Linked DNA regions of Zea mays: all the other regions are linked to region 1. The links are chromatin contacts, called in public Hi-C maps. All regions are on one chromosome and are shown on one strand. The core of a region is the stretch at or near the end of the contact, and the rest is flanking DNA. Distances in the headings are between cores, read along the strand shown.

Region 1 (4,496 bases), core at 1,544-4,043:
CGAATCACTGCTACCCACAAGCTTAGATGGATGGGACTCTAATGGAACACCCTGTAAAGCAAGTTTATATGGTGCATCAGAATAAAACCTTCATGATTGACTTGAGCTTTAGGACTGACAAGATATACCTTTTCCCGAACAAAACGAGGTAAAGCAATAGATGCTAGGTTGCAGACAGCAGTTTCAGTAGGGCTTGTAAACTCAATTATCTCAGTGCACAAGTTTGACGATTTAATTGTGCCCAGATTCTGCTGGTTACTTTTCCTATTGCAAGTATCCTGCATACAGTTAATAGCCATTACAAGAAATCCTTAACTGGAAACTTTTGGCAAAAGAGACAAAAATAGGAGGTACTCCTATTTGATAGCCACTAAATGTACCTTGTAAAGCATATAAGGTGTACCAGTCTCTATTTGTGCCTTCAAAATGTCAAACCAGAGGGTCTGTGCAGGAACAACTTTCTTTGCCTTGCCCTGAATCCAGAAAGCAAGGTTAGTAAAGCACATTCCCATTTCAATAAAGCGTACATACAAATACAGTGTTCACTTTTCAGCTTACTTGGCTCTCATATTTCTTGTACAAATTATCAAACTCCTCACCCCAGCAATCAGCCAACCCTGGAGCTTCATTAGGGCAAAACAATGACCATTCTCCATTACTCTGGACTCTTTGCATGAATAGATCAGGAACCCATAGCGCATAGAAAAGATCCCTTGCACGATTTTCCTCCTGTTAAAATATTGTTCAGAATAGCAGGTCTTTGAGAATTTTCGATGCTAACCACTCATAAGTTGAGCAGACGATGCTGTGTTAGACACAGATGGCAGGCAAATGATGATATACTTATTCTATGATAGCAGCATGCAGGCTAAGCTATCAAGAAGTTTAGATATCATGCAGAAAAAACTAGAGTAACTATCTTTAAGACATTAGCTTGAATAAAAAAACTATGACGAGTAACTGTCTCTATAAGACATTAGCTTGAATAAAAAGCTAAGACTTGAACATACATATATAAGGAAGACACTCTGCACAAGGATCAATTTTATGCAGGAATCAGGATAGCAGTAAGCATATATAAAGCCAAATTATTGTTGGAGTTCAAAAGACAAAGATACTCTGTTTTTCATACATGGAAATAATTAAATACTAATGGTCGAGATTTTACCTTCCCATGGTTCTTTCTTAGATCAAGGAACTCGAAAATATCAGCATGCCAAGGCTCCAAGTATACAGCAAATGCACCTAAGTTTTAGAAGCTCATAAGAATTTCTGAAGACGATGTTACTAAAAGTGGAAATAATGAAAAAAAGCATACCCTTTCTTTTCCCACCACCCTGATCAACATAACGAGCAGTATCATTAAAGACTCGTAACATAGGCACAATTCCATTTGATGTTCCATTTGTTCCTCGTATGTAACTCCCAGTAGCACGAATATTATGAACTGAGACACCAATTCCTCCAGCTGATTTGCTTATTACAGCACACTCCTTCAGGGTTTCATAGATTCCCTCAATGCTGTCATCTTTCATGCATATAAGAAAACAGCTGCTTAACTGCATCACAGAAAAGAAACAGTAAGTAAACAATTTCAACCCACAATGACATCGTCTGGCAGGAAGCAAGACAGTACTTGGGGCCTCGGTGTGCCAGCGTTGAAAAGTGTTGGTGATGCATGTGTAAACCAGCGCTGGGACATCAGATGGTACGTCCTAATGGCAGACTCAATGTCTTCCTTGTGTATTCCCACTGAAACCCTCATCAGCATGTGCTGAGGCCTTTCAACGACCTTCCCACCAAGCTTCAAGAGGTAAGACCTCTCCAGAGTTTTGAAGCCAAAGTAGTCATAGTCGAAATCCCTATCATAAATTATTTCACTGTCCAAGCGAGCAGCATTCTGAAATGTAACAGCATTTGGAGCGATATGAGGGCCAATTTACATCAAGGTGAGTGAAGGGCACAACAGATTTACTGTATGAGATAAACAACCTTAATAAAAAAAGGAATGCAACAGTAAATTCAACTGCCAGAAACACATCGGCATTATCTACACAGATGCTCTGTCAGAAATGTGCCAGGAGCAACTAGAATCTCACATTCATGATGATTTCATAAACATCTTCAGCGACCAGAGGGGCCATCAGCCCAGACCTCTCGTTAAAGTGCCTGTACATGTCCTTAATCCTGCATCCACAACGGCCACATTCCAACTCACAACCCAATCCAACTAATCCAGCCTTCACCCTGACAATATGAATGAATGAAATTAAACCAAATTGAGCTGCCACTTACGTCTCCGAGAAGGACTTCTTTGTGTTCTTGTGCAGGTTAGACACAGCAATCCTCGCCGCCAACTTCACGAATCACGATAGAGAAGAGAGGAAACCAACCCCACGTCAGGACAACAAAGACAGACATGAGAGTTGAAACCAAGGGGGGATTTCACGGTGGGTTCCTCACCGAGGCGTAGTCGGGGTGGGACGCAGTCATGGCCGCCGCGGTCTCGGCGGCGAGCTCGTCGAGCTGGCTGGTGGTGACGCCCTTGTAGACCCCCGCGCAGACCTTCTGCGCGACGAGCACCGGGTCGCAGTGGTCCTGGCTAAGGCCGTAGCTGAGCTTCTTGAGGCGCGCCGTGATCTTGTCGAAGTGCACTGTCTCCTGGCGGCCGTCCCGCTTGACCACGTACATCTTCCGCGGTGGCGAAAACTCCCGTCGAACACCTGGTGCGCGCGCCTACGCCGCCGCCGGGACGAGAGAACGCGAGCAGAGGATTGTATTGAGGTGGGGCGGGGGGAGGGGCAGGGATGGGAGGGGGGCAGTAGGGTTTGGGGGCGGATTTAAACGCCTTCGCGGCGCGGAAAGAGGCAAAGAGTAAGTAATGAAGCGGAGCTGGAGGTGGAGGTTTTTTTTTATGCGCGCTGGAGAAGAAAATGTATGGGTTTGGATTGTTGTCTATTTGGAGGATTTTTCCTTTATTTTCCAACTAAAAACGGCAGCAGAAATAGACATAAAAAAATAAAAGGGTGCTGACCGTGCTTGGCAATAAGGCCCAAAGGCAAACAGCCCAGCCTCCCACGATCTGCCACGAGCCGGGAGGCTCAGAGGGCCTCGCAAGGGGAGGCGAGCTCGGACGGCGGTGTGCTGACCGCTTCTTGCGCATCTGACTCTTTTCACCTCTATTTGAGTGGCTGCTCCATCTATAGGTGTATATTCGGGCCGCCCGGCCCGGCCCGGTCCGAATCAAGTCTGAAAAGGCCCGTATTGTTTGAATTTCAAGCCGGTCCGACTCGTTTGAATTTCAGGCCGTGCAGGGCCGGCCCATGGGCCTAGCCCTCGGCCTATGGCCCGGCCCGTAATTGCTTAAACGTGTCGGGCTTATTTCGGGCGGCCCGAAATTATAAAAGCCTGAAATTCACATTAGGGTCCGAAATTCAGTTTTTGGCCCGAAATTCACATCAGGGCCCGAAATTCAAAACAAATTTAATAAAACAAATAAAAGATAAGACAAATAAATTTGACCAAAAGCAAACTTAATATTTGTATTAAGTTACTAGAGCTATGCAATAACTACCTCGTTTACAAATCATTTTGTTAGAAAGAAAAAGAGTATAATCAGCTCTAAATAAAGTTCGTAAGTTCAGTTTATTATCTAATGTTCATAACAAAAAATAAAATTACATCACATACTCTAATTCAAAGCTACAAAAAATATTTAACTAACATTATCTATAGCTTTGTGTTCTTTATCAAGTAAATGAAAGTGTGGAATGAAGTGTGATTTTAATAAATATATGGGTCTTTTCGTGCCTCTATATGGGCCATTTCGTGTCTGCCTTAAACGGGTCGTGCTCGTGCCCGCCCATGGGCCGTGACCTCGGCCCAAACCCAGCCCGATATATCGGGCCGTGCCGGACGGCACTAAAATATTTCGTGTCGTGCCTGAGCCGTGCTTTTTTTTCGTGCTTCGGGCCGGCCCATCAGGCCCGGCCCAAATGTACACCTATAGCTCCATCTAGTTCACCATGGATCCGCTCGATTCCGGGTGTCCTGGCCTTCATTCCCTTTAAATCCATCGTGTGGTGGTGTCGTTTATCCAACTAGTATCCGTGTTGCAGTGGATTAAGGCTTTGTTTGGGTACTCTAGGAATAAGAGAGAATGGAGTGGATTGAGATGTATCGTGAGAGTTTTTGACCTATTGAGGATTTAAATACCCTCTAATCCCTCCAAACCACTTCAATCCAAGAGTATCCAAACTAGGCCTAAGAGGGGATCGGGTTGTGCTGGTCTCGTCTGGGACGTCGGCTTTCTGTTCTACCCCGGTGGTGGTGGTATGGCGTTGTTGCTGTTGTGTCTTGGTGGTTGCTATGTACGTGCTTGTGCCTGTGTGGTGTTGCACGTTGACAATCTGGTTGTTGTCGACCGTGGCCTAGTACTTAGGCTTCCTGTTGTATTATTGAATGGATAAGTCACTAAGCACTTGATTTGATTTTGG
Region 2 (4,737 bases), core at 2,020-4,519, 440 kb before region 1:
TGAGAACAAGGCAACATAAAATGTTAAATATAAATGCCCTTCATCCGCCGAAACATTATCTCCATAAGGATTTAATGAACTTCGGACGAAGGTCACGAACATAGTATTACGAAGGTTTCACCTTCGTAATTAAGCTTATAAAGATAACATAAAGTAAAATTAAAACATGAAACATTAAAGATAAATGTATTGAAAAACAAATGATCTTATTCGTATATATTATTATATGAATTTAAGATGTTTGAATACAACGTTTAAATACATTTATACCTTTGCCTTGACAAGCAATAATTCCCGAGTGATGCGTTAGCAATTACAGGAATGCGTGAACAGTAAAGGAATATTGTTCACTATTTATAGGCGCAGGACACAGCTCATGAAGAATTACAATTATGCCCCTCATAAAAGTTTACAACAATGACTCAGACCATTGAAGGCTAAAAGGTCATTTTATCTTTAAGTCGGTTCGATCCTTCGTCTTCGGATATGCTGTAGTTCCGAAGCTTCGTGAACGGTATCTTCGGCATCATGTTCAAGCAGCTTCAGCTGAAGCTGTTTCTTTTTGCAAGACCTTCGGCGACGAAGCATGGTCCCAATAGTGGATTAGGGGTGATCGGCAAATCACCGATACCACATGATAAAATCCTGTGTCTTTCTCTTCTCGCATTACTTATTACCGTGCAAGTAATTAGTATTTCGTGTATTGTCTTTCTTGTATACAATTACCATAGTTGTTTCTCATAGATTGCTTACTTGTTGTCACTAGAGAATTTATACCTCTTGTCATATTGATTAAATTTCTCTAGTGTTTTTTATTTTAGTCAAAACCGTCTATTCACCCCCTCTAGCCGGTGTCCTAGATCCTACAACAGATTCCTCCTTGTGCTCCTTTTGCTTGTAGCTGGGCTACTTCGATGGAGTCCTTTCTTCGTTCTTCTTTCCCAAAGATCCGGGTTTTTATCTGGTCACCATCTCCCTTTTGGCGTGTTCTCCCGATATCACTTCGAGTTGTTAAACTCTAATGAAGCACCGAGCTCTGATACCAATTGAAAGTCGTCTAGGGGGTGAATAGGCGAAACCAGAAAATTATAAACTTTGAACACACACTTCACCGTGGGTTAGGGTTAGAAATAAATAATAGTGCATTCGGAGTGCGGAATATAGTTCCTCTTGCTATGAGTTGCTCAATCAAAATGATGGGAGCAAGAGAACTTTAGAGAGAGGAGAGGAGAGAAACAAATCGAGCGGTGAAGATCAATACAAGTGAACATGACAATTTATTTCCCGAGGTTCGGTTCAAAGAACATACTCCCTATTGAGGAGGCCACAAAGGTCGGGTTTATATTCAACCCTTTCCCTCTCTCAATCGGTCACTTAGACCGGTCGAGTGCTTCTTCTTAATCACATGGGGCACTAAGACCCCACAAGGATCACCACACAATTAGGTGTATCTTGCTTAGCTTTACAAAACACTTGGAAAGATTAGAGTGAGAAGAAGAAAGTAACCAAGCAACAAGAGCAACAAAAAAACACAAATCACCCTCTTCCAAGTCACTAAACACTTTTGATCACTTGACTTGATTTTGAAACTTAGAGAGGATTGAAGGCTTTGATTGTGTCTTGGGAGTGTATTCTTTTGCTCTAGTATTGAATAAGGAAGTTGGAATGCTTAGATGGCTTGAATGGAGGTGGTTGAGGGGGTATTTATAGCCCAACCACTATTCTAGCCATTGGCTGACTTTGCTGTTGACGGGCACACCGGACAGTCCGGTGGTGCACCGGACACTCTATTGTTCACTGTCCGACGAGTGCCACGTCAGCCGACCATTGGGATTTGGAGCGGTTGACCGTTGAAGTCGTATGTCCTTTTGCTGCACCGTACAGTCCGGTGCAGCTTGACGTTGCAGACTATCTTCTGACTTCTGAGCTGTAGACTGCGCCGCAGTTAGCGCAGTCGACCGTTGGCGAAGATGATCGTTGCTCCGTTGTCTCACCGGACAGCTCGGTGATTTTTAGTGGACGCGCGCTGAGAAAACTCGAGAGCGGCCAGTTCGCGAAGTGCTTCAGCCAGGGCACCAGATAGTGTCAGGTGCGCCACTGGCTACAGTAAATCTTGTTTGATCCATACATGTAGAATTCCTTTAAGGTCAGTTTATTTGTATGTTTATGTGAACTTTATGCACATGAGAAAAATATCCATTAGACAAACTAGTTAGTCCATATGGTTTGTGATAGACGTCAAACACTAAAATCGATTATAGGAAATGGTTAATCACATTTCCCTTTCAGTTACATTATTGTAGTCCTTTGTAGAATTTCTACGAGGTCTATACAAGCACAACATATGTGTCGCGCACGAGAGCAAAGCATATGTATGAGAGCAGACGTGGCAGAGCAAGAATTAGATAGCACCGTCTTTTTTTTTGCTTTTTGGCTTTTATAGAGCGTTTTTCACAAGTATGCCCTTATCTGTTTGAATTCAAAAAATAGACCTTTACATCGGCGTCATCACTATTGGCGCTGAGTGGTTAAGATATATATCCTAAGCATTTGTGTCATGGGTCGATGTTAATAGTGACGACCATTTGTGGGCGTTATGGATCAACGTTAATAGTGACGACGTCGACCTCTGTCACGTAGACGCCATATCGGTGCTCGGAGCTAGAGATGTTCCTAAAACATCCGACTTGTATCATAAATCTAATATTTTAGCATAGATATACATAGAATTTGAAGTTAATTTTTGGCAATGTTATTAAGAATATTACGAAGTATTTAAATAAAATTTTGTATAATTTTTTATGTACATTATTTTCTCCCTAATTTTTGTTGAAAAAACATCTGAATCCGTATTCGGATAGACATCCGAATTTTATATAAATTATTTAAAAAGATATAGAATGAATTTAATGTTTATTTTTTGTGAAGATTAATAGTCTCAATGCTAAAAACAAGAATATAAATTTACATAGCAAATTCTATATGTTAGTTGTTCACAGTCAAAGAAAGAAGACAAAAAAATGACATCTGAATAAATATCCGGATCCATCCCTACTCAGAGCGATACATCAACATCATTTATATAGACGCTAAGACGTGTAACCTCGGCACCAATAATAATGATGTCGAGATAAGGATCTATTTTCTTAATTTAAACTGAAAAATGTACTTGTAAAAAACTTTCTTAAAAAGAACTAAAAAGCTAAAAAGACGGGTAGATAGCATGTTTCCCAGCAAATTACAGGTGGAGGTGGAGATTGTTTTGCACTTGAAAAAAATATACCGTACTGAAAAAATGAGCATGCTGTGAGAATGTGATGTGAGATCAGATGCCGAATGGCCAGCTTGGACTCCGATTAAACAATTCTGAAACACAAAGTAGGGGCCTCTTCGCAAATCCCACCAGCACCACCGCCTTCGCCTCCGACCGCCTCCCAGATCCGCTCGCCCGGCCGCCGTCGTCTTCCTGGTCCGCCTCTGCGGCAGTGAGATTCCTCGCCGCCCCGCCCTGGATTCCGTCGAGAGGATCGTCGAGGACTTCGCGATGGACCTCGCCATCAACCCCTTCTCCTCCGGCACCCGCCTTCGGTGAGTCGTCCTCTCTCACATCGCGTCATTTCTCGCACAGGCCCCTCGGATCTTCGCGTGGTATAGCGTAGCCGAGTGTGACTATTCTTCGCAGGGACATGATACGTGCGATACGCGCGTGCAAGACGGCAGCGGAGGAGCGTGCCGTGGTGCGGCGGGAGTGCGCGGCGATACGGGCCGCCATCAGCGAGGGCGACCAGGACTACCGGCATCGGAACATGGCCAAGCTTATGTTCATCCACATGCTCGGTTACCCCACACACTTCGGGCAGATGGAGTGCCTCAAGCTTATTGCTGCGGCGGGCTTCCCCGAGAAGCGCATCGGCTATCTAGGACTCATGCTTCTGCTCGACGAGCGGCAGGAGGTCCTCATGCTCGTCACCAACTCTCTCAAGCAGTATCCGCCCTGTCTGCGCTTACCAGTTGTATCTGTTGATGCTGTTATGCGTTATTTCTGATTTCCAGAGTATTGGTTATTACTTAACGTGGGCAGAGATCTTAACCACTCAAACCAGTTCATTGTTGGGCTTGCGCTCTGTGCCCTTGGCAACATATGTTCTGCTGAAATGGCACGCGATCTGGCTCCTGAAGTGGAGAGACTGTTGCAAAATAGGGACCCTAATACAAAGAAGAAGGTACTCATTGAAATTTGTTTGAACGTTTGTAATAATATTCCCATTCCTGGAGTGTAGTAGCTCCGCTTCTAATTCTACAAACACAACTATTAAGATGTTTCACGGACCAGATCGACAGTTTGCCATTTCGCTATTTTAGCTGATAACACCACTAGATCCATTTTTAAGAGGTAAGTGATGAGTGATTGTGCTGGAAAATCATACACATTTAGGTATTAGCTCCAATAGATTTGCCATTGAAGAACCCTTATCATCATGTCCTCACTTGTGCCCTGAACATTTCTAAGTTGGGCTCTTTCGTTCTTGTCCAATCACCAGTGCTTATCCTTCTTGGTTAGTTTGTTAATGTGTGCTGTGGAGAGGTCTCGTTGATTGTCTAGCTTTTGTTTTTTAGGCTGCTTTATGCTCTATAAGGATTGTGCGAAAAGTTCCAGACTTGGCGGAAAATTTCATGAGTGCTGCTGCATCATTACTGAAGGAAAAACATCATGGTGTTCTGATATCTGCCGTTCAG
Region 3 (4,613 bases), core at 2,009-4,508, 470 kb after region 1:
AAAGAACCTCCAAGTTAAGTGTGCTTGGCTTGGAGCAATTTGGGATGGGTGACCAACCAGGAAGTTTTTCGGGTGCGCATGAGTGAGGACAAAGTGCAAACAAAAGACTCGTGTTGGTCTGTGGGGACAATATATGATCTTAGCGAGCTGCCAGGAGTAAGTACCGTCGGTCCAGAGATTGGACGGGGTGTTACATACATGCTTTAAATGTCGTCCTTTTTCGGTGGTTAATGTCAAAGGGGGAGAAGTTTAGTGATAAAAGTAATGACAATTGTATCAAACACCAAACACCACAAAATTAAAATTTTGATTCTTCAATTGGTTTTGGCTTTTTGGTCTAAAATAGGAAGTAAGTGAATTATGGAGTTAGGGGGGGGCTTAAGTCCATAATGTCACATTGTGGGGTCAAACATGCATCCTAGCAAGTAGATTGCATATTTACATTTAAATGTTTGTAATATTTGCTTGCTTTGGTTGTGTTGTCATCAATCACCAAAAAGGGGGAGATTGTAAGGAAAATGGACCTCGGGCCATTTGGCTAAATAAGTTTTGGTGTTTGATGATCAACATAACCTGTGGACTAAGGAATTTGCTAGTGTTTGTGTTTGTAGTTCACAGGATGCTAAAGTTACTTGGACCAAGGCTTTGAGGAAAAGCAACACCTCAAAAGAAGACATTTTGAAGATCAAGTGAAGTCCAAGAAACAAAGGAAGTGTTGCCTACGGATTGTCTGGTCTAGAGCACGGGACTGTCCGGTGGCACACGGGACTGTCCGGTGCCACAGGCCGGACTGTCCGGTGCACCAGGGAACACCAGCCCAACGGCTAGTTCTAGGTGGCACTGTGGAGAGAAGAACATCGGAGTGTCCGGTGTGAAGTACGGAGTGTCCGGTGTAAAAAGCATGCGTGCCAACGGTTGCGTGCGGTGTCAGACCAACAGCTAGGCGCACCGGACAGTGAACAGTGCATTGTCCGGTGTGTCGCAGAGAGCAGCAGCATTTCTCCAACGGCTAGTTTTGTGTTGGGGTCTATAAATACCACCCCAACCGACCATTTCAAGGTGTGGGAGCCCAAGCAACCTACCAAGGCATAGTATACACATTTCCAAGTGCTCATACACCCAAGTGCTTAATAAAATCACTCGGTAATTAGTGTAGGTGCTTTGCGAAGTGCTTAGGTTAGTTAGACCACTTTAGCACTTGCTCTAGGTGAATCCTAGTTAGTTGAGTGAGTTTAGAAAAACCACACAACCCTCGGCTCTTGCGTGAGCCGTTGTAATTGTACTAAGTGGGGCGAGAGTCTTGCGAGACCATGACAACCGCCTTTTGTGTCACGGCCGCCACCGTGTATCGGAGGGAACGAGGCTCGCGGCGTTTTCGGCCGGAAGCTCGATAGTGGAGACGGCGGGGAGCGTCCGAGAGGAGCCGGAAGCGGAGCACCACTTGCGTGTGGAGAAGGCCGCGGCTCTCTACGGAGTTACTCGACCGAGGTGCTTGGCCCTCGCGTGGGCTTCCCTTTGCGTAGGGGCACCAACGAGGATTAGTCGGGATCTTGCGTGGTTCCGGATACCTCGGTAAAAATACCGGCATCATCCACGAGAGTTTGCATCTCTACCTTGCTCTTTAGCTTCCACATTCATATTAAGCAGTTAAGTTTCAATCTTGTCTTTATACTTATATTGTTATAGATTGAAACTTAGCCATTGCGGTAGAGATAGCAACGCTTAGACAAAAACTAGTTTGCATATTCTACTTTGATTAATTGCATAGGTTTTACTCTAGGGTTTTATTTGTGATCTAGTTTAGTGAAAGTTTTAGAAGTTCTAATTTACCCCCTCTTAGGTGTCATCTGTTTCCTTCAGCGACGACGGATGGGATTGGTGACGGGGTGGAACCATCGAAAGGGATAGGGTCGTTAGGGCCGACATGGTGTGAATCGATCGGGTGGAAAGGTGGATTTATTGGAGTGGAGATGGACACCGATTTGCGTATCGGCTGGACAATAAGGTATCATTAGGCTAGGGCTGTCATGAATCCCAATTATAATTTATTTCTTCGATTTTTTGAAGTGGTGTCTTTAGTAGTTTTGATGATTTACTCATTATATTTTTACTCTTAGTCGTGTTTGTCCTTTCGTTGCTGAAGAGCAAAACTAAACAAAAATCGCGACTAAAGGTAAAAATGCTTTATATGCGTTCCTAGGATGGGAAATCTGATCTTTTTTTCATTTCACTCATCATTCGTTTGTTTTCCAGGTCATGATGGTCTTCTGCAAGAAGCAATTTTGTTCAGTGCAAGTTTTTGCTCGTACGTACATTCGAACACAACACTACCGTAATCACAGATAAACAAATAATATAGATTCAAGACCATGCATGCAATGCATACATGTTGCAACATGCATGGTAATCGAAACAAGAATAAGAAGATAGTGCAAACATAGGCCTGCCGGCCGGCCCGGCCGGATGAAAACCGCAGGGAACACTAGCGGAACTGGCAGCAGCCTTGGATATGATCGATCGGTGAAGCAGCAGCTGGTGCATGGCATGGCGGCTTTGGCGGTGGTGATGTCACCTCCTGCTCCGTCGACGGCAGCAGGTTGAGGTCCAGCTCCAGGTTGATTCTACTCTCCTGCAGCAGCTTGCTACTGCTGTCTTGTTGGTCCTCGGTCCCCGTGGCGGGCGACGAGCTGGTGGTGGTGAGCGGCCGGTGGCGCCTCATGTGCCCGCCGAGCGCTTGGCCGGACGTGAACACGGAGCCGCATGACGAGCACTCGTGCGCGGGCCTCGTCGCCGCTAGGCTAAGCGTGGTGGTGATGGCCATTGCCGCCAGCACCTCCTCTGCTGGCCGTCGCGGATGCTTGTTGTGGCTGGTGCGGTGGCCGCCGAGGGCCTGGAAAGAGGGGAAGCACCTGTTGCACGTCTTGCACTCGTACGACACGCACACACCACCTCTGGCCTCGGCGGCGGCCAAGAACCTGCGGCTCCCCGTGCTCTTTGGCCTGCTACGGGGTGCCGGCATTACTCTAGCTGCCTCAATGGCGGCGGGGCCCTGGGCGAGGAGGATGAGGCATTTGGCCATGTCCTCCTCCTCGTCTTCCAGTTCCTCTTTCTGTGTGGTGCTGCTGCTGTGCGAGGAGGAGGATGAAGCGGCGGGCGGCGACCGGTGGCGCCGTCGCTTGCTGTTGGGGACGATGGCGTCGGAGCAGTCCGGGACCGACGACATGGGCGGCGGCGAGGTGGTCGTCGTCTCCTCCTCCTCCTCCTCCTCCTCCTCCTCCTTTTTGGGAAGAAGAACATCTATCTATATATGTCTACTATGTGTGCTTGCAAAATAAACGTACCAAAAATAGCTCTGTCATGCATGCATACAGATATACTCTTTTTATAGCAACAACTAACACAGATGATGATATTGTGTTGTTGTTGATAGCAATATTTTATTTAAGACTGGTTATCTTGACTATATGTATATATACCCTGCCATTTCATGGAATTGTTGTATGCATGGCCAGAAGAATATATAGAGGATATAGTAAACTAGAACAGCAGGCAGACTGAGAGAGTAGTGAACATAGGTAATTAATACACAGCAAGCAGGGGCAAGTCATGTACGTAGTTGGTAAATGGTAATTACTACGAGGGCGATGTGCACTGCATGCAATCTCAAGAAGGGCGGAGCGAGGATCACATCCTATATATGCATGCAGACTTGGACGATGCACAAGAGTCAGAGACAGAGTATACTACTTCTGAACCAGTGCTTATGTCTTTGTCACAGTCGGATTGGGGTGGATCGGACAGTGGCTGCACCTTGAAGTCTCAGGGCATTTTTCAGAACCAACTAATGCTAATTTTGATGGACAGTGGAAGTTCCCATACTTTCATCGGTGATCAATTCGGTGGCAGACGACTTCAAACAACCCAAGTGGGTGCCTATATTTGTTAGTGTCCGAGTGGCTAATGGCGACGTTCTGCACTGTCAAGAGAAATGGTTGCAAGTACCATGCCAAAGAATAACACCTGGCAGACGACTTCAAACAACCCAGTTCGGCCATATTGCTACCCTCCTCAACTTAAAGACGATGAGATTGAATGCCAAGTTGCTGACAGGCTACAGCAGGGGTGTAATCCAGAAGAGCCATAGTTCATTTGCTTCCCGGATTCTCTTAGTCAAGAAAAAGAATAACACCTGGCGCTTTTGTGTTGACTAACGTTACCTCGATGCTTTGACACTCAAGACTAAGTATCTGGTCCCCGTTTTTGACCAACACTCGTGGACAAGTTGGCAAACACACATTGGTTCAGTAAATTGGACCTCAAGTCGGGGTATCACCAAATCCTTCTGAAACCATGCGAAGAATACAAAACGGCCTTTCAGACCCACATGGGGCACTATGTATTCAAAGTAATGGCTTTTGGTCTGTAACACATTCCTTGCTGCTATAAACGACACATTACAACAAAAGGCGTACTCTAAATGTAACACCCAAATTCTATTTTGGGATTTTATAAGCGTTTCCCTAAAAGATTAAGTTAAAATGACTTTTAATAGATTTCTTTCTCTATGAAAATATATAATTAGAAATACTTTTAAAAAATACTATTTGAATTAA

The links. Hi-C and Micro-C count contacts between places; a contact is called where the count stands out from the background.
Region 2: a contact with region 1 is called in a Hi-C map of ear, with 2.3 times the contacts expected there. The contact joins the promoter of LOC100501945 here to the promoter of LOC100502278 in region 1. A contact is called at or near these places in 2 of 25 Hi-C or Micro-C datasets (ear and tassel).
Region 3: a Hi-C map of ear shows a contact between it and region 1, with 3 times the contacts expected there. The contact joins the promoter of LOC103631171 here to the promoter of LOC100502278 in region 1. A contact is called at or near these places in 2 of 25 Hi-C or Micro-C datasets (ear and tassel).

What each region holds. Positions count from the first base shown.
Region 1 is chr6:90,696,048-90,700,543 of Zm-B73-REFERENCE-NAM-5.0, forward strand. LOC100502278 (Ribonucleoside-diphosphate reductase) reads right to left here and starts at 2,794. Exons shown (of 17, transcript NM_001363257.1): 1 at 2,464-2,794; 2 at 2,296-2,357; 3 at 2,100-2,187; 4 at 1,637-1,900; 5 at 1,319-1,559; 6 at 1,169-1,245; 7 at 559-729; 8 at 381-473; 9 at 129-278; 10 at 1-51. The coding sequence starts at 2,691.
Region 2 is chr6:90,252,719-90,257,455 of Zm-B73-REFERENCE-NAM-5.0, forward strand. It overlaps LOC100501945 (AP-1 complex subunit gamma-2), which reads left to right and starts at 3,270. Exons shown (of 19, transcript XM_008650630.3): 1 at 3,270-3,588; 2 at 3,683-3,985; 3 at 4,082-4,223; 4 at 4,618-4,737. The coding sequence starts at 3,545.
Region 3 is chr6:91,168,063-91,172,675 of Zm-B73-REFERENCE-NAM-5.0, forward strand. It overlaps LOC103631171 (zinc finger protein ZAT5), which reads right to left and starts at 3,259. Exons shown (of 1, transcript XM_020539801.2): 1 at 2,258-3,259. The coding sequence starts at 3,223. The coding sequence ends at 2,483.